Regions from separate parts of the Zea mays genome. Here region 1 is linked to region 2. The links are chromatin contacts, called in public Hi-C maps. All regions are on one chromosome and are shown on one strand. Each heading gives the region's core, a stretch centred on a gene start, on an enhancer-like site or on the middle of the called end of the contact. The rest is flanking DNA. Distances are from core to core; before and after follow the strand shown. Region 1 holds the start of LOC103649524. Region 2 holds the start of LOC103649516 (GPI mannosyltransferase 2).

Region 1 (6,347 bases), core at 790-3,289, 530 kb before region 2:
CGCAGGCCACACCGAGCTCCTCCAAGGTGCCGGCCTCCCTACATCTATGTATTTCTAATGCAGCTCTCCGTTCATTGTTTTTGCTGCTGCTCTGCAATGGATAGATTGACAGCACTTGTCCATGATCGATACACACGGTAGATTTATATTTAATTGTATAATACTGTAGCCATATTTTAGACCTATCTATCTTTATTGTACAGCAATTTCTATTTAACAAACTCAAAAGACATTACAATTATTGGCTATGAGCTATTATCAACTCGGGCATTCAGGTCGTTTTACAGCTATAATCAGGATAGCCAAAAACTCAGCTTATTGAGGCAGCAGATTCTCTGGACAGCAAAATTATCAAACAAGCTGCTACCCAGAGAATCGAGTTCCTGAAAAGCGACTACAAACAGGGCCTAACTCTATCGTTCATAAGCCTATTTCTTATCTTTCACTAAGTAGCCTGCAGGATACATTACTGTTCTGGTTGGATAAATAGGCTGCTCTCCCCGTAGTGAAATTCTAATGCTAACAAGATTAAAGTGAAGAACTTGCATACATACAGCAATACGTGTGCAACCAGCAAAAAATTAGTTAGGTGATAGATAAAAGCCAGCAACAATATTACCTAACAGAGGTACTTGGAGAACTCAGAGGGGAGGAAGGACATGGGACAGCCGGACCTTATTTTGGTCAAGTAAGCGCCCTCGGTTCCAATGGCATACTGCCTCCCATTGGTATACTGAGAAAATGACTCCACTCTCCTGGTGCTCATGTCAATGGTGACCAGCTACATATTCTTTCTCACGTATCCGAACTCGCTGATGACAAAGTGCACTACATGTGGCCTGTCCATGTCAGCTTGGGGGAACATGAGAATGTCATGCGGTAGGCACTCAGGGTTGGCAGACCAAAGCTCATCGGAGGTGACCGTGTAGTCCTCTTCCCATACACACCCAACCGTGTTCGGCTCCGTGATGTTGCATAACATGAGGGAGTGGCACCTGATAGTGAAGCCAGCACCAGCCGTTGGTGAACAGGAGCGCACCCCCCTCACGGGTGGTCGACATGCTGCGGTACAACCAGCAGCAGTCCTTGTTGCGAGTGTTGTTGTCAGGGAACTTGTCCAGAGGGAACTGGCTGAAGATAACAGTAGGGCTGGGCTCCCCAAACATATCGTAGAAAAGGATGCCTCGCTCATAGTCAACCCAGCAAAGCCAGCGGTCGACCAGGATAACCGTGTCGGTCTGCCATAAGCAAAGTTGCCAGATCACATTGGGGTCGGTGCTGCAGAGGATGGGCAAACGCATGGAGTCTCATTTGCCAGCTGATTTCAGGAACAAGTAGATGTCAGCAAAGGCCATGTAGCAGTTGTGCTTGTAAACCTACAGCTCTACCACCGCGAACTCTTCTTCGCCTCGGCACAGGAGGCCCATGGACCTGACCGCCAGTAGGCGTCATCCCCGAGAAGCACGTTTACGAGGTAGGCGGCCCTCACGGCGGCTACAATCCATGTCAGGCTCGGCACAAGGCGGGAGCGCAGTCAGCGAAGAGGAAGTGTCGGCACCTGAGGTGCTGTAGATGAAGAATTCCTGAACCAGACTTGCGAACATCATGGTGCCGACGCGAAACAGGACGCGATGCCGGTCGGTCGCCACGATGGCCTCGCTTCCGTCCGAGAAGGACTCGTCGTCCCTGCGGAAGACGACGCGCTCTAGCATCACCCAGTTGGGGACGACAGCGACGACGAAGAAAGGCTTCTCGTCCTCGAGAGACATGCGACCTTGAAACAGATTGCGAGATTAGGGGTGCCAAGGGGAATCTCTGCGACGACAAATTGGGAGATTTGTAGGTTGATGAGGCGTCTTACTGACGAAGGAGGAGGCGGCGGCCGATAAGGCGGAGGACGGAGGCGGCCAGAGGGGCGAGTTGTGGATCCGGTGACTTCCAGATTCCAGAGACCAAAGCGGATCTAGGGTTAGGGTGGGTGGCTACACCAACTTCTATATACCAGGGGCTCATACGCTGTTTGGGCCACTGGGTCGTTATTCCTGGGACTCCCCGACCGACGTAGGCTTCTTTAAATGGACCTTTATAATTCTGTATTATCTTCTGTGTCTTATCTTAGACAACTACGAATGCGTCCATGCTTTGCTATGAACAAAAATAATATATAACAATAATAAAAAAAATTTAAAAATGTTGCTTCAAATACACATATTATCACTCAAACAATACTAGCGGGATGCCCGTGCGTTGCTACAGTTGACAATTCATTCAAAAAATGCATACATCATAGTATTATACCAATAAAAACTAAATCAAGTTATGTTGTAACCAAGTAAAGATATTGTGTGTTGCTGATAAGTCAAGATATAAAACTATTTCAGAATCAGTCATGATCCTACTCTGCTCCATCGAGTTATAACCACAGTAATTATTCACTGCAACTCTTAAACAACTCAGGTAGCTGGACAAAACACACCTCAAACACCAGAAAAAAAAAACTACCATGTTTCTAGTCCAAACCAGTTGTGTTGCCGTTCTTTAGTTGTTCTTAAATTACCCTAATTTTGGCCGTTTATTTAGCAGAACTGCCTACACAACTTTGGCTAGACAGCAGAGTACAAATGATAAATGTTCATGAGTACAACTTTATTTTCTGTAATTGCAAGCACAGACGTGGAATTCAGTGCAAAATCAGAACGTGAAAGGCCCACACAATTCCAACCGAGAGTTGAGTTCCTCCATTACCTATATGTGAGGTTTGGTTGGTCTATACTTGAAATTTAAGGGTACTAAATGCAAATTATGTGACAGCTCTAACAACTCAATGCTTTTGGGCCCTCAGACGAAGGCAGCTTACATTTCCAAGCATGGCCACCATCAAATTAAATACATACCCCTTCTATTAATTATTAATTACAAAAGTGGTTCTAATTAATGTTTATCTTGTGTTAACTAACAACATTGCTAGAATAAAGGTAAGTAGGTTATTTTAACACACATCTAAATATTTTTGTCAATTCTAAAGAATATTATTATTTTCATAAAAGTACGCTAGCATGAAAAATGTAATGCTATGATCCAAATTGCATATACTTACTTGAGGCATGCTGAATTCAGAGTCCAATTTACATATCAAAAGTTTATCACATTTATTATCTAATCTGCAAATAAGTGACTCTATAAAGACATCTTTATCATTCTGTAATAATTAGAATATGATGTCAGGCTGCTAGTAATACAGATATCAAAATCAAATAAGCTTTTCAAGAGAATGATATATATAGACAACTACTGATTGTTAGAAATACAGAGATAACATAACAAAAACATGAAATAAAATAGAAAATTGGAGACTATATGTTTTATTATAGTACGCATCTACTAAGCGGGTTTTAATGTTTTATATTCCTTCAAGCAGTAAAAAAGAAGTCAAAGCTTCTACCTAAATTGTCTTCTGCAGTCCAGAATTAAGAAAAAAGGCCTCACAAAAAATATAGAGCATTATTATACGATATTATTGCAAAACAATCAGAGTGAAATATCTAAAAAAGGCTGAATTTAGCTTTTCTTGACAATCATAGTCACTTAGTAACAAAAAATAGTGTGTGATCAAGATCTAACCATTTCATTGCATTTAAAGCGTTTGCTAGGCACAAGAAACAATTTCTTCACGGACTTTAACGAAAAAGTCAAATGGAAATAGTCATTACGAGTGTAATCAACAGTATCCATAAAAAGCTCATGAGCAGGACCTATAGAGCTACTCACTTTTGTAATATATAGTTTATCAAGGTTAGGATTGGCTGCACGCTGAGCTGCAATTTGTGAACAGACCTGTGGGAAGAATAAAACATACATTCAGTCCTAGAGTGTAGTAAAAATAAAGACGAGTACTTGCAATTTTGATATGGGTGTAGCAATTTTGAGCTGCAATGTTTTCTGGGCACAGTTGGACGTCCTCCTGCGTGCGGATAATTATGAAAGCTTACAGGTTGATGGCTTCACATAATACTCTACAACACGACACTCATACATTATTCATGTCAGATGAGAGAGATGGGCACCTAAACCTAAGAAACTATCAGCACAACAAGTGTACCCTAATCCAGAAAACAAACATTCTCTGCGTGCTGACAAAGCTAAGTATTCACGAGACTGTACAAAAACATAAATCACACCACAAATACCAACATGATCACATGACCGTTGTCCAATGATGCTCAAATTGCGGCACTAGCAGCAACGTACCATATGAGCAATGATGTTCAGAAACATAAATCACAATGCAAATAGCATCATAACAATGATGTTAAGAAACATATATCACATCACAAATACCACCATAATCAGTCACATGACCATTGTCCAATGATGCTCAAATTGCGGCCCTAACAGCAAAATGTCATATGAGCAATGATATTTAGAAATATAATCTTTCAACAACTAGAGAAACGGAACTATTACAATAGACGAGATGATGATTAAACAGGCAGTGGTAACAGTAGCACAAAAGTTCACAGCTTTATAGCTTAGCTTCCTCCAAACGATCAGACATGAGAAACCTAAAAATAATCCTTCATAGTAACTTCAGTATGTCTGCCTAAACTGTAAAGCACATACTACAACTCTGACAAAATAAGAGTAAAACGAACATGAGTTACAAGTTCTGAACCCCGTGCATTATAGCTCTAGTTCTGATGGTTCTGATTCAGATTCAGTTTCTGATTTTGAATCTGATTCGGATTCCAGATCTGATTTGGTTGATTTTGAATCTAATTTGGGTTCTAATTAGGAACGGAGAGTAGAGGAGTACGCTTTGAAGTGTGGGGGTAGCGTATGGGGATCTTACTATACTTCTTGCGCTCTTGGCGCTTAGAAGTGACGGACGGCGCGTCGAAGTCGGAGGTCGATGGCGATGAAGAGTCGGTCTCGTAGTAGACCACTTTCCTCATCCTCTTATGCTTGTCGCCTCTCCGATGCGACTTGTGGGAAGAGGATTTCTTCTCCTTCCCCTTCCCTTTGTTGGAGGAGTTTTTCTTCTCCTTCCTCTTGTTGCGGGACTCTTCCGATGAAGTCGACTCGTGGCTTGTAGTGGGCTTGTCGTCGGTCTCCATCTTCTTCTTGGCGAGATCTCCCGACATCACTTCGAGCGGTTAGGCTCTAATGAAGCACCGGACTTTGATACCAATTGAAAGTCGCCTAGAGGGGGGTGAATAGGGCAAAACTGAAATTTATAAAATTAATCACAACTACAAGCCGGGTTAGCGTTAGAAATAATAATGAGTCCGAGAGAGAGGGCGCAAAACAAATCGCAAGCGAATGAAGAGTGTGACACGCGGATTTGTTTTACCGAGGTTCGGTTCTCGCAAACCTACTCCTCGTTGAGGAGGCCACAAAGGTCGGGTCTCTTTAAACCCTTACCCTCTCTCAAACGGTCCCTCGGACCGAGTGAGCTTCTCTTCTCAAATCAAAACCGGGAACAAAACTTCCCCGCAAGGACCACCACACAATTGGTGTCTCTTGCCTTGGTTACAAATGAGTTTTGATCACAAGAACAAGTGGGAAAGAAAAGAAGCAATCCAAGCGCAAGAGCTCAAAAGAACACGGCAAATCTCTCTCGCTAATCACTAAAGCCTTGTGTGGAATTGGAGAGGATTTGATCACTTGAGTGTGTCTAGAATTGAATGCCTAGCTCTTGTAAGTGGTTGAGAAGTGGAAAACTTGGATGACTTGAATGTGGGGTGGTTGGGGGTATTTATAGCCCCAACCACCAAACTAGCCGTTTGGTGGAGGCTGTCTGTCGTATGGTGCACCGGACAGTCCGGTGCACACCGGACATGTCCGGTGCGACAGCCACGTCACCCGGCCGTTAGGGTTCCGACCGTTGGAGCTCTGACTGCTGGGCCCGCCTGGATGTCCGGTGGCGCACCAGACATGCACTGTAGCGTGTCCGGTGCGCCATGACGCGCGTGCCTGACTTCTGCGCTCTAGCGCGCATTTAATGCGCCTGCAGGTGACCGTTGGCACCGAAATAGCCGTTGCTCTGCGGTTACACCGGACAGTCCGGTGTACACCGGACATGTCCGGTGAATTATAGCGGAGTAGCCGTTGCGAATTCCCGAAGCTGGCGAGTTCAGAGTCGCTTCATTCCTGGAACACCGGACACTGTCCGGTGTACACCGGACAGTCCGGTGAATTATAGCGGAGCGACTCTGCGTTTTCCCGAAGGTGAGGAGTTCAGCGCGTGAAGAACCCTGGTGCACCGGACATGTCCGGTGGCACACCGGACAGTCCGGTGCGCCAGACCAGGGTGCCTTCGGTTGTCCCTTGGCTCCTTTATTTGAACC
Region 2 (5,514 bases), core at 2,846-5,345:
TGTTAGGTCATTTCAAATAGACTTGGCATCAAGATAGATGAGCAACGGTTTCTCAAAACAAAGCAAAACGTATACTGTTGAGATCGCAGTAGTACCTTGTGCTTTCTTGGTGAGTCCAGCAGGAGGTTCACTCAAAATTGTCGCGTCATCTGATCTTCTATACGACACAACTGGCCTTTTCTCTAGAGCAGTGATAATCTGCTTGTGGACGCTAGTTCTCTGGAAACACCGGTGAAGCAGTTTTGCGTAATGGACAATAGAATAAACCGCGAGAGAAAGCACTGGTGAGGCCAAGAGAAAGTTCGGCAGCTGCTTCACTTGGAAGTACCTCAAGAAACCAACTCCCCTAAAAAGAAAACCGCAAGTAACTTATGAAGAGCAGTTAAGAGTTGAAGACTTCAGGATGCTAGAGAGGGGCAAAATATGCTGTCTTATGAGAGAGAACTCATACAACATCAACATCCTTGAGAAATGGTGAACAGACAAATGTTTCGATAAAATTTTTAAAGTAACACAAAGGAGGATTCCATAGTGTGCACTGTACACGATGTTACAGTATCAGCATCCTTGAGTAAATGGAAGGACAGGTGTTTCAATAAAATTTCAAGTAACACAAAGGAGGGATGGGGGGTCTCCATGTGTACCCAATGTTCATCTCAGCAGATGTGCAACATGGTTAGGCATAAGCAAAGTACTATGCCACCAAGCACGTGCAATAGAATATAGGGTGAATGATGAAGCAAGTCCAATGCCATGAAAGATGTATCAACTATGTATTTCTTATGGCTACAAACAATCATCAACCAAAGTATGCATAGAGCCAGCATTTAGGCTGCCTGCAGTGGGCAGCTTTAAACAATACGCTATGTGGATAGTGCTACGCATAGAGTAAAAACCCACTGCAGTGGATCACCTCAACGGCCACTCTAAATGCATGGAAGAGAGAGAGAAACGCCATATATAGAGTATATACACCTCTACTCCAAATCTCTCTCCGCTTGGCGTTTTGGTCTGTATTGGTGAGCGGTGGTATGGAGGCTGGCCGGTGCTGTGCCTGTGTGTGCTGGTAGCAGCGGAAAGAAAATAATATAATATATGTGGTAGTTGATATAGAGTTGAGATATAGAGTAAACATGATTATGAAGAATTATGGTATAGGGTAGACTATCTTGCTGACCAGGATAGAATATTCCTTTTAGGGTAGAAATTTAGAGTAGTATAAGTGCAGATAGCCTTAATCATACAGTAAGGCAAGACTACCCTCGTATAATTCCAGAGGTAAGCAAAAAGGATGAAGAGGTGCTAGTTTTGACACATTATCATGCCAATTCTAATTCTAACTATTTTCATATAGAAACACTTACCAGTAGTGGCTTTGGATGAAGCCATACAATAGGGGAACTTTTGCTTTGCACCATGGCCTCAATTCGTCTGAGCTCCCATGTACACATATGTTCAAATATCCATATGCTTGGAAAGCAAAGAAAGGTAGAAATATGAAAATGGAGCGCAAAGCTCCAGCCACAAGGGCCTGAATTGCCAACTGGTCAAACAAAGAGAAGTTATTAAACAAACATGTTTTTGCTGATTGCTTCTTATGGAAACAAAATATAATCCGTGCAATATGGTATGTCATTTAGTCTCTTCATGCCAAATACTGTTACTCATAATAATAACTGAAGTGGAACATACCAAGGGCCTTTTCTTTTGTACAGTAGCATCATATGCTTGTAGCAAGGCCTGAAAACAGAAATAGCCAGCATTAAGTGCTCCATTTGACCTAGCTGAACCAGACAGAGCGAGCATTATCACTGCAACAGTATTAGCACCGGAAAACACGTAGAAGATGCCCCTAAGAGAAAAAAGTGCATAAAGACTTTCTGAATACCTGCCAAAAATAACAAATTATCTGTTACAATATGCCAAAGCACATGAGTTTCTTGTGTTGGTGAAGGAAAAGAATATTACAATGATGAGTAGAACACAGAAGCAGGGTTGAAACAAAACAGAACAGATGCTCGGTAAGCAGCTTTCTGGTCCTTCAAAATCAGCACAGACAATCTGCACCAACGAGAATTAGTAGTATCCTTAGTAACACAGTAATATGATCAGAAAGGGTTGGTCTAACTTCGACATTTATGAATTATGACCATATGATCAGATAGTATCAAGAACAGTGAAAAATTGCAAACTATAGCCACTAGAAAATCCTTCAATGGGATGAACATTTGGAAAGAAAGAAATTGCTGCATCTTCCAACATGCCAGCCTCGTGCCATCAGAGGTCATCAAGAAAGGATAAACAAGACAAGTGCAAATGAGGCACAGGAGTTTTTGGGTCTGCCACTTTGGGCAATTTGTTCGTTCTATGTTCTTGTATGCTTCGGCAGCTTCCCTCCTCCTGGTACTGGCAGATCAGAACAAATTTTCACGAAGAACTTGCTTTCTATCAGTGTTCTTAAGGCGCCTAGGCGAGCAAGTGGATCAGACAGGCGCCTTAGCGCCTAGGCGGGAATGGCGAGCAAGGCGACCAGTTTTGCCCGGGCGCCTGGACGCCTAGGCGACGCCATAAGAACACTAAGCATAAGTGAATAGGCAGATCTCCTGCTACCTTTCTTCCAAAAAACTAGAAACAGATTGTGCTAAACTTCAAATGATAGATTTTGCATTACAACTACCAGAATATAGTTTTACAGGCTCTAGAAACTATTCATTGTTAGGATGTGTCCTCCGACTCGCTAACAAAGAGAAAAAAGGGGGAGTCCTCCCTGTTACGTGTGGATGATATGAGAACTGATCGGGGGTGCAATCCGTTCTGATCGGTTGTGGCCCCGGTCACGGGTACGAGGCTATATAAACAGTAGCTAGGCTGGCAGGGACGCCAACGCTTCCACGCTCGGAAACCCTAGCCGCCACATTTGTTTAGGTGCCAATCACCTTGTCCTACCCAGTGACCGGAATCGCCATTGTCATTGGGTAGGAAAAGGTGATAGACACCTAAACAAATGTGGTGGCTAGGGTTTCCGGGCACGGAAGCATTGGCGTTCATGCCGGCCTAGCTACTGTTTATATAGTGCCCTACGGGCCACAACCGATTAGAACAGATTGTGCCTCCGATCAGGGTGCATATCATCCGCACGCAGCAGGGGAGGACTCCTCCTTTTTCTCGCTTTCTGTTAGTGAGTCAGAGGACACATCCTAACATCACCACAGAAGGGGCCAGATCAGTCCACAAGCACCTCACCTAATATTATCCACCAAAGAACACCAGCTATTGAACTGTGCAAAAACTCTGGCGTGGCATCGCCAATAAAGTGCAGGGAAAACAGCTACTGCATTCCAGTGTGCACTGCTCTCAAGCATTGTCCAGTCTTGAAATGTTTGAAGAATCAATAAATGGCTACAAATGACTTCCAAATAGATGCATAACTGTGGTTTTAGAGCCCATCTAACGCATAGAATCAGCCCAAATCTGTGTGAAGACGAAAACAGTAAAGCTCATCAGACGGCGAACACCTGTAGAAGTAGGCCGCAGCAGCAACGAATGCGACGTTGTTGAGGACATAGCCGGAGAGCACGAGCACGGCCCTGTACCCTAGTATCGGTACTAGCGGCGCGAACACTGCACGGGAAAAGGATTAATCACCACAACCAGATCAGATAAAGCGCACAAATTGACATCAGGGAAGTGTGACGAGCGGGCTTACACGATCGTGCGAGGAGCACGAGGGAGGCGGGGAGGAGTGGGAGGAAGGCGAAGGACTGCTCGTACTCGTAGCCGCACTCAGCGGGGCGGGCGAAGTGGACACCGTCCCACACGGCCAGCGACGAGATAGCGGCGGAGACGGGCGTGTTGGGATCCGGGGAAGAGGAGAAAGAGGAGAGGCAGGGTGGGTGGAGAGTAGCGGAGGTGTCGTAGGGGCGCAAGAGGAGGCGGGCGAGCAGGTAGAGGGACAGAACTAATACGCGGGAGGCCGCGGCAAGACGCACGACGCCGGCGACTGGCGGCGCCATTGACGCGCATGCGCGGCAGGGAGGAGAATCGATCCGTGGAGAGATTTCAGCTATTGGCACCTGTCCCGGATACTCATGGACTCAACATCATTGCTAGTGTACATTTATGATGCGACTAATAGGACGACCTAAATCACATAATTTTTGGCATGGTCCAATCTAAATTTTTGGCATGGTCCAATCTAATTATAGATGTAGCCTGATATAGTCCAATATATGGACTATGTCTAGGGCTCAAGTCAAGCTTACGGGCCGGACTGGTATGACCCATTTAACTAAGGCACATCGAGACACACTAAACATAAACTCAGTATTAACTTAGAGAATATAGAGCTTCAATAGGCTTCGAGAACCAGTAACTAGATGGGGATAGTGAATAGTGATAATGATCATTGTATATGTATTTTGTATGGATGTATAGTACTCAACTAAATACTGAACAGATAACTGGATATTATTTCGGAGCTAGTTGTACTATTTTTTTCTTTCTAGCCAAAGGCTTTTAATGTGCAACCACAAAACATCTTAGTTTTATTTTGGTTATATGTATATTTTATACTTTTTGTTTATGTATTACTGTTGTATGTATATGGGCTGGTCTGGCACATTAGAGCATTCTGGGCTATATGGACCGGCCTGACACACATAACTAATTGTGGGTCGTGTCGTAGATCGATAACTGAGCCCATGTGCTGGCACGACACGACCTATAACTGGAAATGTGATTTTGTGGGCCGTGCCTTTATGGGTCGTGCCTTTGTGGGCTTGTGCTGTGCCGGATAAGACCAGCCCACATGTACAAGTATAAACATCATGTATGTTGAGTCCCTTGATGGCTTGAAGATTGCACGTGTGCTACATCTTAGCTAAGCGTTGTTCCACGACATCATTCTCGACCATCAGGCCTACTCGCTCAGGCGAATCTCTTTCTCCGTCATGTTCGATGATGCTCACAACATCCGCGTCGACTGCAATTCGACGTGATTGACTTTTCGAGGTCCTACAACACTATTTTTGGGAGATCGTGCTACATCAAATTTATGGTCGTCCTCAACTACACGTACTTAAAACTAAAGATGTCTGGTCCCTATGAGATCATCACAGTGTCCTCTTTCTTGAAGGCCAACTACACATGCGAGCAGGCCAACTGCGGGCTCGCCTTAACAATGGACACGACAAGAGAAGGGGTCGAGCTTCAGGAGACTGTGCCCTGAGGTACCCTAGGTGCTCTCGAGACCAGCTCAAGCGCCTCCAAGTCTGCCAAGGACATAGAGGACACCTCGACAAACACGGTCGGCGCATCCAAACGCGCTTGTATCGGACGGAGTCCTCCGACAAGTCAGAAGGCATGCTCATCGACTGCCTCGTGCTCTCTCTCAATATCCGACTAACGGCCAGGACAGTCGACAAGAGAAAAGCGCAGAGATGTTAGCGAAGAGGGGCGCCAAAAAGATCTTAGAAACAGGATTCGTAACCAAAAAAAATGTGACACCCAGTGTGG

Evidence for each region. Hi-C and Micro-C count contacts between places; a contact is called where the count stands out from the background.
Region 1: a Hi-C map of leaf shows a contact between it and region 2, with 6 times the contacts expected there. The contact joins the promoter of LOC103649524 here to the promoter of LOC103649516 in region 2. A contact is called at or near these places in 2 of 25 Hi-C or Micro-C datasets (leaf and tassel).

What each region holds. Positions count from the first base shown.
Region 1 is chr3:1,122,830-1,129,176 of Zm-B73-REFERENCE-NAM-5.0, reverse strand. LOC103649524 reads right to left here and starts at 2,039. Exons shown (of 7, transcript XM_035966118.1): 1 at 1,862-2,039; 2 at 620-1,774.
Region 2 is chr3:590,915-596,428 of Zm-B73-REFERENCE-NAM-5.0, reverse strand. LOC103649516 (GPI mannosyltransferase 2) reads right to left here and starts at 4,095. Exons shown (of 8, transcript XM_008675238.3): 1 at 3,707-4,095; 2 at 3,516-3,621; 3 at 1,969-2,061; 4 at 1,693-1,888; 5 at 1,365-1,543; 6 at 96-346. The coding sequence starts at 4,013.